Regions from separate parts of the Triticum aestivum genome. Here region 2 is linked to region 1. Evidence: chromatin contacts called from public Hi-C data. All regions are on one chromosome and are shown on one strand. Each heading gives the region's core, a stretch centred on a gene start, on an enhancer-like site or on the middle of the called end of the contact. The rest is flanking DNA. Distances are from core to core; before and after follow the strand shown.

Region 1 (7,029 bases), core at 2,824-5,323:
TTATGGGCATGACAAAGAACTCATGTCTTATGAAATGGATAGTGGAAAAGTGCAGCTCATCCGCCATCTTGGAAATGGTTCCATGGGACCCTATTTTCCTTATGTTCCCTTGTACTCGGAGGAATTGGCAGATTGGAACTGATAGTCTGGCTTGCATATCGCCATTCCATTGTCGACCTTTCAGATAATGTTGAATCATAGGTCCCTTGTAATATCAGCAGCTATCCGGTTAGATCCTTCTGATGTTGTGTTACTTCTCTTTTGTTGTCGGGTGTACTCTGTAACCTAACTTTATGGGGCTAACTGTTCTAGTTAACTTAGTAGTGCTAGCTGCTTGTCTTGTGTAAACATATACTATGTGTTTATGGTTGGTAGCAGCATACGGGCAGCAGCCTTTGCTATTTAACTTTATGGAGCTACCATTTATTTGTACCACGGCTGCTGTTTGTGATGTCCAGATTGTTGTGTTGGGCTCTTAGTGGATGCCCTCTTTTACAAATATTATATGTGTATTATATGTTGAAGCTTATTGTGCATTTTAGCTATGTAATTGTATGGGCAGTAAAGCATGGGAGGGAATTTATGTTTTATTCCTCTTGTCATTGTAGTGAACAGTAGAGCATGTGAGTTTATGTTCCTTCGCTCCTGTCAATGTTGAAATGATCTGCACTAGTGAAGCAAAGCTATTCTTTTCTGTGAGATGCTGTTTAGTCTGGAGTTTACAGCATCAAAGGTAAAAATTTCTTCATTCCATCAATATAACAGCTTGATTCACTCTGTTTAATCTGTCGGATCCCAAGTCTACTAACCTTGTGTTGATTTGATCTAGAAAAATTGCCTGATTTACTTCCTGCTGTACTTAGTTGCAATGTCTGATCTTTGCCAGCGGATGCTTTGAGCTGTCGTTTAATTTGATACAGAAGGATAGGTGCCATCTTTTTCAGAGCCTCTATGGTATATCCAGATTATTTATCGGGATATTTACAGTAGAACTCTTGGAATTTTAGCCTCCGTGCGCCCTGACCTTTGTCCCTGCTGGTGCCTCACGTCCAAATGGGTTAAATAAACAGATTTTGCAGCGTCGAAATGGGTATTAAATAACAGATTTTGCAGATTGCGAGTTCAGGTGTAACTTCAGAATGAATTCTACGTGTTACAAAGCCAAGGTGCATCTTGATCGGATGATGGCAATCAATCACGACATTGCTGGTCCGATCATCTCCACGACGGGCATTCGGGCCGTTCGATCATCTCTACGACATTCGGACCGTCCTCATAATGTTGAGGAAGCTCGGGAGCGAGTAAACCACAAGGCTCGAAAACAAACACCAAATGATGTAACCTCTCCAAGTGAGGTGACCAGACCCAAAATCCATCTTCAGGTCATGCGCTGATGAGCACATTGATCTATCCATGTGGCGGTGATATTGCTCCCCAGCTACCTGGATGGATCTCTTTTCTTCCTGTAAAACAATGGGAGTTTCTCTGAAAATATGAAGCAACAAAACCAATCCTAGTCTCTCAACCTAGATGCGAAGTTGCAGACAGGATGACATTACTACTATCTTGCACCCAACCAAACCCTAACACCACACATAGGTACAACCACTGCCTCATCCCTCATAGACAAAACCGCCGCGGCACAAGAGAGTAACTTATATAAACAAAACCGAAGCTCAAACAGGTTCCTTATATATACTACCAGTACATGTTTATTGTTCTTCAGCAGAACAGTAAATACATGCTTTTTAGCTGCAGGAACAGGAAAATGGTTCGCCGGAATCAGGCCTTGTACACGGCGCAGGCCTTCTTGGGGATCCTGGTCCTCGCCCTCTTGGCGTCGACGCTGATGCGGCACGACACGTGCACCCTGTGCGTCACCCGCACCAGCTTGCCGATGACGTAGCCCCGGGAGACGAGCTCGAAGTCCACCGTCAGCGGCACCGTCACGTCGTTGCCGGACAGCGAGAGCCCGCCCCCCGCGCCGTAGAGGGGCACCTTCTCGCCGTGGATCACCGCCGACACCAGCCGGTGGCTCTTGCTCGGCTGGTAGTACTTGTGAACCTGCGTTCACATAGGAGAAACGGACAAATGAGTTGCCAGGAAGAAGAAGAAGCGCCGACAACAGGCACCTCTCTCTAGGCTGTTACCCAGAAACCAAAAAGGGGCAGGGGACGCTGATGGATGGGCATACCTGTCCAACCCCGATGGCGATCTCCGAATAGAGCAGGCGGACAGGGCCCGAGGAGACATGAATTCCGAACATTGACGCAGGGTTGTACACCACCATGTTGAGGGAGCAGTTGAGCGTGACCATCTTGGTTGGAACCCCGCTGTGGTCTGTGCCCTCTCCGGCATAGAAGTTGTCCATGGCTATGCTCTGCGCAGAAACAGAGTAAAAAACAGGCTCCTGGTTAGTAGTAGAACATTTTTTACAGAACCTTCACACTGAGAAATTCAGATCCGCAGCAGAAGTTCACCGTACCACTATGGTACAAAGGTAGTACATTGTACTGTGTTTTATAACTACTGTGAAACTTTTTTGTGAACAGGGGAGGGTTTGGAAATGCGAGTGAGACAGTCGACAAGCTGGGCTGACCGCAGTGGCAGCCGACAACATCTCCATCATAAACAGCACAACGAAGAAAATAAATTTATCTTGCCTCGTGGTCATTGTTTTATGTTTCTCTCTCTGTATAGTATTTATTTATTTAGTGGCCTAACACTAACGTCCAACGAAGTTTGGTTTTTCGAAGATGGGGTCAGAAAATGCCCAGCGAAGAAGCTGTTTGTTCTTCAGTCAGCGGTGCTTTGCCTTCGATTAACAGGATTTACATTACTAATGGTAAAAAACAAATACCCTTTGATTTCGTGTTCAGAGTAAGGAACCAATTGTAGAGAAAACAAAGCTCGAATGGATCTACCAGTAAAAAAAATTGTCTGCACAATTCAGAGTCTTTGCTAACCATTCTACCCGGAGATTTAAATTAAATTAGTAATGTAATTGATGTTTAAATTCAATCTACCCGGAGACACAAGTGAAACTGGAGCAATTGATGTTTGAATTCATGTCATATTATCATGTAGGAAAATTCAGTTCAGAGTGTGCAGAGGAAGTAAAACAAACACGGTGGATGCATGAGATGAATGGATATAGTATGGGTGTACTACCTTGACGAGGACGTCGGGCTCGTAGGGGCGGGCGGCGCCCCAGACGATGAGGCAGATGACGGTGAAGAGCAGGAGGAAGCTGACGAAGGCGAGCGCGAGCTTGCAGCGGCCGGAGAGGCCGCTGTCGCCGCCGGAGAGGCCCTCGTAGGAGCCCTCCTCCTCGATGACGCTGCACTCGGGCCACCCCTTGGCGTTCACCGCCTTGAGGTCGCCCCCGCCCCCGCCCTTGCGCCCGCTGCCGCCGCGGAGGATGCCGGAGAAGCGGCTGACGGAGGAGGCCCGGGAGTGGCGGCCGTAGGACGGGTGCGAGGGGGACTCGTTGGGGCTGTTGTACACCGGCGTCGCCTGCATCGACGACGACTTGTACCCGCCGGCGCCCCCGCCGTCGTGCGCCGAGTCCCGCGACGGGCTCTGCACGTAGTACGCGCCGCCGCCGGCCCCCGCGCCACGCTTCGGCGACCGCGGCGGCGACGACGCCGCCAGGCTCGTGATGTCCGAGTCCGACTTGCCGTGCATCATCTCCGCCGCTGCCGTCCTCCTCCGGAGTCCGGAATCCTGCCACGAGACACCGGCGAGCGCCCACGATCAAGAAAACCGAAAGAGCGAAAATGGAAAAAAACGAGAAGCAGACCGCGGCTCTGCGGGAGGGTTTTGGGTTCCGGCCCGGCCGGATCGTACCTGCGGCGGGAGAAGGCAGATGAGAGCTCCCGGAGGCGGCAGCAGGGGAGTGAAGGTGGTGGTGGTGGGGCGGCGGGGAGGAGGGGGAGGCGGAGGCAGAGCGGGGGTGGGGTGGAGTGGAGCAGTGGCAGGGGAGGGAGCACTAAAAGAGGGGGACGGGAGCGGTAACGCGCCGGAAAGGGCCGGGCCAACCTCCGCGCGCGGGATCCTCTGCGGCGGTGTGCGGTGGCGCGTGCGGGGAGCAGGTGATGGATCCAGTAGCCAGTAGGTAGGTGGTGGTGAGATTTCGCGGCGCCGTGGGGTGAATGGTTTATTGGAGTGTCGGCAGCGCAGAGAATGTCTCCTCCCGCGCCGGGACCGAGGGCGCGCGTGCGTGTCACCCAGCCTCCGGTCACACACACTCCTCCCTCCCCTCTCCCCCTATTCTTTTTTTTTTCGAGGCCCTTTCCACACTCTACCTCTAAAAAAAAGTTAACATGCACGAGTCCATCTTAAGTCGTGTGCGTCGACCGATGCAGAGGTTGGGGCTCGGCGATGCAAAAGGGCTAGCGTGCACGCGTTCATCTTAAGTCGTGTGCATCGATCGGTGCAGAGGTTGGCGACGTGAAAGAACTAGCGTGCACACATCCATCTTAAGTTGTGTCCGTATGCATCGATCGGTGCAGTTGTTCTGGCTGACGAAGCCCACCACATAGGGTTCGTGGCGCTTGCGTCGATGAGTCTAGCATGTATCGGGTGGGATCTCTATCCCCGGATAGCTCTCTCGTGCTCTCGGCGTCGTCTTTCGAGAAATTTCCATGTCGATCCAGGTTATCTCTTAGTTGGCGTTTTGGCTCGACGTTCGCAGTGCCAAGCGTACACGTAATGGTTTTTGCACTGTCGGTGGAAGCAAAATATACTGGGCGATAGTTGAAACTTATTTGGTTTACTATATAGGATGAAATGGCAAACATTATGAATGGAGTTTCGGTTTGTGCGGAGAAAACATTTGATTCACTGGTATGCGCTTCCGACTCCATGAGTAAAAAATTCAATGGGCATATTCCATTCAATTTAGGAATCCTCATACATCTCTGCTAGTCGATTATTCACTTTATGATTCTAGCTCTCTTTGATACACAATCCTCTTCGACAACAAGGATTTTCTTCCCTGTCTCAAGGTTGACTAAGCTTCTGGTGAATGGTGACACAATTATGTGAGGTCAATTTGCTAGACGGGTTGATGAATATGGCTCGATGTAGACTAGTGGGATAGCCTTCCACGTTTCATGTTCCTCTCCCGAATGGTAACTATTTCTCAAACTTCAAGATCTCGAACCGGTTTGCTCCAAAGACTTTATCTCTCGTGCTTCGTACGACATGGTTCGAGACATTTCCACGCCACCCAAGTTATCTCTTAGTTGGCATTTGGCTCCACGTTCACGATGCCATGCGTACATGTTAAGGCTTTGCACTGTCGGTGCAAACCCTATATGGGACGGTAGTGGAAACTTATTTGGTTTACTATGGAATGCAATGACAGTCATTATGGGCGGAGTTCGGGTTGCGTTGAGAAAACATTTCCTCTAGTGATATGCACTTCCAACTCCGTGTGTACAATTCCAATGGACATATCTCATTCAATCAGGGAACCCTTTTGGCTCTCTGCTAGTCGATCGTTTACTTTATGATTGAAGTCTCCATTTGATACGCAATCCTCTTCGACAAGAAGGATTTTCTTGCGTTTTCAAGGTTGATTAAGCTTCTAGCGAATAATGAAAAAAATGTGAGGTCACTTTGATGGACGGATTGATGAATATGGCTCGATGTAGACTGGTGGGATGACCTTCCACATTTCATGTTCCTCTCCTGAGTGATAACTATTTTCTCACTTCAGAATCCTGAACCGGTTTGCTTCAAAGACTTTATCTCTCATGCTCTCAGTGTCGTGTTTCAAGTCATGTCCGCATCTTGAATTTATCTCTTAGTTGGCACTTGGCTTGACCTTCGCAATGTCATACGTATACGTTAAGGTTTTGCACCATCGGTGCAAACCCTATATTGGACAGTAGTGAAAACTTATTTGGTTTACTATAGAATGCAATGACAGTCATTATGAGTGGAGCTTAGGTTGCCTTGAGAAAACATTTCCTCTAGTAATATGCACTTTCGGCTCCATTTGTACGATTCAAATGGGCATATCCCAGTCAAGCAGGGGATTTTTTGGCTCTCTGCTAGTCAATCACTTACTTTATGATTCAAGTCTCCCTTCGATACACAATCAACTTCGAGAAGAAGTATTTTCATGTGTTTTCAAGGCTGATTAAGCTTCTGGTGAACAGTGAAAAAAATATGAGGTCAATTTTCTTGATGGATTGATGAATCATGTGCCTCTGCTGAGTAATAACTATTTTCTAACTTCAGGATCTTGAACCGGTTTGCTCCAAAGACTTTATCTCTCATGCTCTTTTACGTCATGTTTTGAGTCATTTCCACGTCAGTTGGGTTACCTCTTACCTGGCGTTCGGCTCAAGGCTCGCAATGCCATGTGTAGATGTAAAAGGTTTTGTGTTGTCGGTGTAAACCTTATATTCGACGGTAGTTGAAACTTATTTGGTTAACTATAGATTGCAATGACAGTCATTATGAGTGGAGTTCGATTTGCGCTGAGAAAACATTTCCTCTAGTGATATGTATTTTTTTACTCCATTTGTACATATTCCAATGGGCATATCACATTCTATTCCGGAATTCGTTGGGCTCTCTGCTAGTCGGTCATTTACTTTACAATTCAAGTTCTCTTTGATACACAATTCTCTACCAAGAACGATTTTCTTGTGTGAATAGCGACACATCACGTGAGGTCAAATGGCTTGACGAATTGATGAATATACCTTGATGTAGACTGGTATATATGATTGCCTTCCACGTTTCACGTTCCTCGCCTGGGTGGTAACTCTTTTTCTAACTTTGTGGTCTTGAACTTGTTTTCTCCAAAGACTTTATCATTTTGTGTCGAAGCAAAAGAAAATGTTAAAAAACATTGTGATGGAGCACATATTGGGGAACATGGATATGAAATGACTTATATATGTCACATCATGGAGCTTCAGCTCCAAATTTACATACACAAGGATGATAAAAATATATTCTCATGGAGCTTCAACACAAAATCTACATACACAAGGATGATAAACACTC
Region 2 (7,029 bases), core at 3,010-5,509, 150 kb before region 1:
TTAGGACGGTAAAGTCCTTAATAAAGAGGTGTGGCTCTGATACCAATTGAAAGGAACGATATAGTTGACTAGAGTGGGGGGTGAATAGGCAACTAACAATTTTTAGCTTTTCTTTACCAAATTAAACTTTGCATCAAAGTAGGTTGTCTAGATATGCAACTAGGTGAGCAACCTATATGATGCAACAACAACAAGAACACAAGCAAGCAAAGGATATAACACAATATAGCTTGCACAAGTAAAGGTGAGAGATAACCAAAAGTGGAACCGATGGAGACGAGGATGTGTTACCGAAGTTCCTTCGCTTTGAGGGAAAGTACGTCTCCGTAGGAGCGGTGTGGAGGCACAATGCTCCCAAGAAGCCACTAGGGCCACCGTATTCTCCTCACGCCCTCACACAATGCAAGGTGTCGTGATTCCACTATTGGTGCCCTTGGAGGCGGCGACGGAACCTTTACAAACAAGGTTGGGGCAATCTCCACAACTTAATTGGAGGCTCCCAATGACACCATGAAGCTTCACCACGATGGACTATGGCTCCGCGGTGACCTCAACCGTCTAGGGTGCTCAAACGCCCAAGAGTAACAAGATCGGCAAGGGATTAGTGGGGGGAATCAAATTTCTCTTGGTGGAAGTGTAGATTGAGGCCTTCTCAACCAATCCATAGAGAATCAACAAGTTTGATTGGCTAGGGAAAGAGATCGGGCAAAAATGGAGCTTAGAGCATCAATGGAGCTTGGGGATGGAAGAGGTAGTCAACTCGGAGAAGAAGACTCCCCTTTTATAGTGAAGGGGACAAATCCAAACGTTATCGACTTAACCAGCCCGAGACATGCGATACTACCGCACCAGACAAGCGGTACTACCGCACCTACGACAGATACCAGAAGAAGCCCTTTTGCGTTGACGCTACGAGCGATAGAACCGCTGGAGCGGTACTATCGTGCGCCCTTGCGGTACTACCGCAAGGCAGGGTTCGACTGGGCTGGGAAGGCACGGATGAATAAAATTACATATGTGACTACTTCCGCTGAGTTTCGATGAGTGCAAAAATCCGGCACGGTACTATAGCTCACAGGGAGCGGTACTACCGCGTAGGCTGCGGAAGTAAAAAATTACTTCCGCCCCTACGTCCATTCATGCCACAGTACTGGGCCAGAGGCCACGGTACTACCGTGATCCAGGAGCGGCACTACCGCGTACGCGGTACTACCGCTGCCCTGGGCAGTACTACCGTGGCCCATTGCGGTACTACTGCTCCCTTAAGCAGTACTACCGTGAGCTACAGATCGGTAGCACTTGGGAGGCCAACATTCTTTGCGATGACAAGGGAAACAACTGGAGCTCCAAAATGCAAGGAAATGTGGTGCAAAGGAACAGATGTGTACGTGTTGATTCCACCCTAACCTTTCCGAAGCGGACCCCTCTTAATAGTATGGGTTTCCTATGACTCAATTTCACCAAAAAGAAACATAGAGAAATGTCGTCTTTGAATGAACTCCGAGGGGCACGAAATCGTCTTGTGCCTATACATGAGATACCTGAAATGCTCAATACACACGATTAGTCCGTAAATGCATTGTCATCAATCACCAAAACCATTTAGGAAGAAATATGCCCTTACAAGGGGCGAAGCCAAGATTTGGGTATAGGGGGGCCAAGTAAACTTGATACAAGAAAAAAAACTCAAGGATTTTTTTAAGGTAATACCATATTGATGTGTCACTTCGACGCAATTAAAGTATACTTCAATTTGTATTAGTTAAAGTTTACCCTGCAATTGCCAGTAAGATTAAAATTACAAAAAAATCAGCAGAAGATGCCCTAATTGCTAGATAATTCCCTTTTCAGTGTAGATTATCATGCAATTCAGCAGACGGCTTCAATTGGATCGGGACTGATAACTTGCACATTAGCCCCATTAAGAATATCAGTAGGCAGAGAACTCAAAACAATATGCATAAAGATTGAATTAATGTTTGTGATGTTTGGGGCGCTTTTATTTTTATGACCTCTAAGCAGATCAAACAAAAGAAATTTAAAATGAATTAGCATCGTAAATCACCATTAAAATAACTACAATTGGATATAGAAATTTCTATGCATCTAATATGAGAGTTGAGAGAGATTATCCGCAGAAAAAGATTAGTAGACAGTACTGATGCTCTAAGCTGAGAATTGACAGAGTGTAGTCTGCAGGTCGCTCATCTTGGAGTCGGTGTTTGTTGATTTAATCAGAGTCAAATCTGATCTTGGGCAGGGAGCGCAAGAGGCATTTCCTATTTGGCGCCAGAGGCACCAGTTAACGTGCATTTTCGTTAACTGGCGCCTGTGGCGTCCGTAAATAGGCCGGCCCATCTAGCTGTCGATTGACATTTTCTTTTTTAAAAATTATATGAATTTTTTTGAATATCTACGATTTTTTTAAAAATTTCAACAGTTTTTTTCAGATTGATGCACTTTTTTGAATATCAATGAACTTTTTCGAATATTGATGAACTTTTTTGAAATTTGATGAACATCTTTTGGAAAATGGATAAACCTTTTTTTATCTATGAGTTTTTTTCAGTTCAATGAACTTTTTATAAAAATAAATGAACTTTTTTTGAATTTCTATGAACTTTCTTGAAACTTAATGAACTTTTGCTAAATTGGATGAACTTTTTTTCAATTTGAATGAACATTTTTTCAAATTGATGAACTTTTTTAAAAATTGATGAACTTTTTTAAAGATATGATTTTTTTTTCAAACGAATGAACCTTTTTACTTTAAATCTATAAACCTTTTTGATTTCATATTTTTATTTTCGTAACAAATAAATTAAAAAGAAACTGGGGCGGCATGCTAGTGGGCCAGCCCTAATCCCCTCAAATCATGCGTTAAGGACGTCGGGGGCTAGGGTAATAACGTCATGTGGTAGTACTAGGAAGAGCGGAGGCCATAAGTGTGATTGGGCTTTATTATGGGTCCATTTCCTTTTACAGATTTTTAAGTTGGGGGGGGGGGGGGGGGGCGAATACGTTTATTAACCAATCCTAACGCTTGTCTAAAAAAACCAATCCTAACGCTAATTACTCATAGGTGGTAAAACAATCGTCGATCATTGGGGGGGGGGCCTAGCCCCTGCTCGTCCCCCGTCTCCGCTTCTACCCGCAAGGTCCACTTTTATATTCTAGAAGCGTGCCAAGTGGTGCATCCAACTTTCGCCACATGTCGCATGTTGGACGCTTTCTGTGGATTTAAAAAAAAATATGCATTTTTGGATTGTAGAATTTTTTTTGGCTTTTGCCTGATTTTCCTAGGTTTTGGACAATCTATGCCCCCACCCCCCGGCACCAACAAAAAAAGGAAAAAACACAATATGTGCCTTAAGAAAAGTGTAACTGCAACCATACTTCTGGGCTCTGAGTTTTTTCTTCCATTTTCCCCTTTTTGTTTTTTTCTGGATTTTAGTTTTTTACGGGTTTTTTTTGGTTTTTGTTTTTTTTTCTTAAAAATAGTTCCTTGAAACATATTAACACTGGACCTAGTTTTAAAGAACTCGATGCGAGAAATCCAACGGTTGAACCGCATGGTCAAAGGATAAAACATTTAAATAAATAAATAAATAGAAAATAATAATAAAAAATAGGTTGTAACAAGTGACGTACATACAATGCGACATTTGTTAGCATCTGAGAAGACGGGGAGTGATTTAAGCGACCTAGGCACCAAATAGGAGGCCTGGCCCTTGCTCGTCCCCCTGTCTTCTCTCCTGCCCGCAAGGTCCACTTTTATAGTCTGGGAGCGTGCCAAGTGGTGCAACCCACTGCCGCCACATGTTGCATGTTGGACGCTTATGTGGATTTTCGAAAAATAATAATATGCATTTTTGGATTGTAGATGTTATTTTTTCTGCTTTTGCCTCTAGGCTTTGGTGTTTTTGTTCCGTTTTGACTTTTTTGTGTTTTTTCCTGGATTTTGTTTTTTTAGGGGGTCTTCCCAGGTTTTATTTTCGGCTTCGGATTTTTCTTTAAAAAATTCGTTGAAACCTATTAACACTGGACCTAGTTTTAAAGACCTCGACGCAAAAAATCCAACGGTTGAACCGCATGGTCAAGGGATAAAACATTTTATAAATAAATCTATAGAAAAGGGGAAAAAATAGGTTGTAACAAGTGACGTACATATAATGCAACATTTGTCAGCATCTGAGAAGAGAGGAGTTATTTAAGTGATTTATAAGGTGCAGGCTGAAAACTAGACAAAAGCCCAACACAGCAGCACTCCTCGTTCACTTCGCCTGTCTTCCATTTCCACGCCACACCTCACGTCGATCCCTAAAAAAAAAAAACTCACCTCGCCTCGCCGCCGCCGCCGCGCACCCAAAGCCTCGCCGGCGGGGACGGGAGCACCTCAAACGGGCTTCCTCGCCGTCACTCGCTTCTCGTCTGGTACGTACGCCACACTCTTCGTAGATCCTCTCTTCCTTCCTTCCTGCTCCCTTCACCCATGTCGACGGATCTGCAATCTCTCCTCCCCCGCCCCCGTTCGCAGATTGAGTGCCTCCTCTCCCCACGGCGATGGCGGACGGATCCAGGGACATTAGCAGGCGGCGGAATCCGGCGGACAAGCTCACCGAAGACCTCCTCGTCGAGATCCTGTCGCGCGTGCCGTACAGGTCGCTGTGCCGCTTCAAGTGCGTCTCCAAGCGGTGGCGCGGCATCATCTCCCACCCCGACCACCGCAAGGCGCTGCCGCAGTACCATCTCCATGACCTCGCTGGCTTCCTCTACTCGAGCCGCGGCCCCAGCACTGGCTATTTCTCAACTGACAATTTCACCCATGTCTCGGCGGGAGGCCGTGCTCCTATCCGTCCTTCGCTCCCCTTCCTGCCTGACTGTCATCAGTTCCACCTTCTGGACAGCTGCAACGGCCTACTCCTCTGCCGCCGCTTCAAGACCTTTGGTGCGGGGGCATTTTATTACGTGGTGTGCAATCCTGCCACGGAGAAATGGGTCGCCTTGCCCGGCATCTTCAGCAAGATGCAGACAGCTCGCTTGGGGTTCGACCCGGCCGTCTCCTCGCACTTCCATGTGTTCCAGTTCGTGGAGGATGGGGCTGCACATGCAAATGCCGACGATGATGACGATGCTTACGGGTTCGTCAGAGCGGTTGACATCTACTCGTCCAAAACCGGGGCCTGGAGTCACAAGGACACCGGTTGGGACTTCCTACCTAGGATAGTGCGTGATTCTAGAAGTGTCTTTGTCAATGGTTTTCTGCATTTGCTCGCCGTCGAGTCTGCGGTGCTGGCAGTGGATGTGGAGGGAACTACTTGGAGGGATATTCCTATGCCGGACGATGAGGACGCCCCCATAATAGATGTTGATGACGGGTTCATTGACCTGTCTCGAGGGCGTTTGTATCTGGCAAATAGTGATCAGCATGATCTTTATAAACTGTCGATCTGGGTTCTCGAGGACTACGGCAGTGAAGCGTGGGTCTTGGAGCACAGTGTCAGGTATCTGAATCTATTTGGAGTGAAGAATGTCCAGCTGGGACACGAGTACCATATTGTCGCCCTCCACCCACAACGAAACACGATTTTCTTGGTTTATGGGCATGACAAAGTACTGATGTCTTATGAAATGGATAGTGGGAAAGTGCAGTTCATCCACGATCTTGGACATGATTCCCTGGAGCCTTATCTTCCTTATGTTCCCTTGTACTCAGAGGCATTGGTAGATTGGCACTGATAGTCTGCCTTGCATATCACTGTTCTATTCTTGACCTTTCAGATAATGTTGAATCATAGGTCCCAAGTATTGTGTTACTTCTCTTTTGTTGTCGAGTGTATCTTGTAACCTCACTTTATGGGGCTATCTATTCCAGTTAACTTAATAACGGTACCTGCTCCACTAAACATATATGTTTATGTTTTGCTAGCAGCATTCGAGTCAATCTTTACTTTATGAGTTCATGGGGCTATCATTAATTTGTATCATGATTGATGTTTGTTATGTCCAGATTGTTGTGTTGGGCCGTAGGCATACGCCCTGTTTTAATCTATGTTGAAACTTATTGTGCATTCAAACTATGTAATCGTATGTGCAGTGAAACATGGGAGGGAATATATGTTTTATTCCTCTCGTCATTGTAGTGAACAGTAGAGCATGGGAGTTTATGTTCCTTTGCTCCTGCCAATGTTGAAATGATCAGCACTAGTGAAGCAAAGCTATTCTTTTCTGTTAGACTGTTAGATGTTGTTTAGTCTGGAGTTTAGAGCATCATAAGTAAAATTTTATTGATTCCATCAATAAAACTGCTTGATTCACTCCATGTCGTATTCAGTTCCAGCGTCGGATCCGATCCCAAGTCTGAAACTAACCTTTGGTCGATTTGATCTAGAAAATTGCCTGTTTCACTTCCTGCTGTATTTAGCTGCAATGCCTGATCTTCATGTGTTTATTCAACTCTAACCACCACCCTACTGAAAGAGGATACCTTGCCGATGGATGCTTTTAACTGTTGTCTGTCCCCGCTGATGCCTCAGGTCCAAATGGGTATTAAATAACATACTTTGCAGATTGTGAGTTCAGGTGCAAATGGGTATTATATTACAGTATAATGAAATATATGCGTCGAAAATCCAAGGCGTGTGTCGATTGTGAGTGATTCTAGAAGTGTCTTTGTCAATGGTTTTCTGCATTTGGTTGCCGTCGAGTCTGAGGTGGTGGCACTGGACGTGGAGGGAACTACTTGGAGGGCTATTCCTATGCCAGACGATGAGGACGCCCCAATAATGGAAGTTGATGTCGGGTTCATTGACCTGTCTCGAGGGCGCTTGTATCTGGCAAATAGTGATCAGCATGATCTTTATAAACTGTCGATCTGGGTTCTCGAGGACTAAGGCAGTGAAGCGTGGGTCTTGGAGCACAGTATCAGGTATGTGAATCTATGTGAAGAATGTCCGGCTGGGACATGAGTACCATATTGTCACCCTCCACCCACGACAAAACACAAATTTCCTGGTTTATGGGCATGAC

The links. Hi-C and Micro-C count contacts between places; a contact is called where the count stands out from the background.
Region 2: a Hi-C map of leaf shows a contact between it and region 1, with 2.8 times the contacts expected there. The contact joins the promoter of LOC123161068 here to the promoter of LOC123156892 in region 1. A contact is called at or near these places in 2 of 5 Hi-C or Micro-C datasets (both in leaf).

Annotation. Positions count from the first base shown.
Region 1 is chr7B:23,776,685-23,783,713 of IWGSC CS RefSeq v2.1, reverse strand. LOC123156892 reads right to left here and starts at 4,073. Exons shown (of 4, transcript XM_044575087.1): 1 at 3,850-4,073; 2 at 3,172-3,726; 3 at 2,195-2,380; 4 at 1,640-2,064. The coding sequence starts at 3,690. The coding sequence ends at 1,783. It also overlaps the pseudogene LOC123156891.
Region 2 is chr7B:23,931,582-23,938,610 of IWGSC CS RefSeq v2.1, reverse strand. It overlaps LOC123161068 (F-box protein At5g07610), which reads left to right and starts at 4,259. Exons shown (of 2, transcript XM_044578925.1): 1 at 4,259-4,434; 2 at 4,538-5,931. The coding sequence starts at 4,564. The coding sequence ends at 5,739.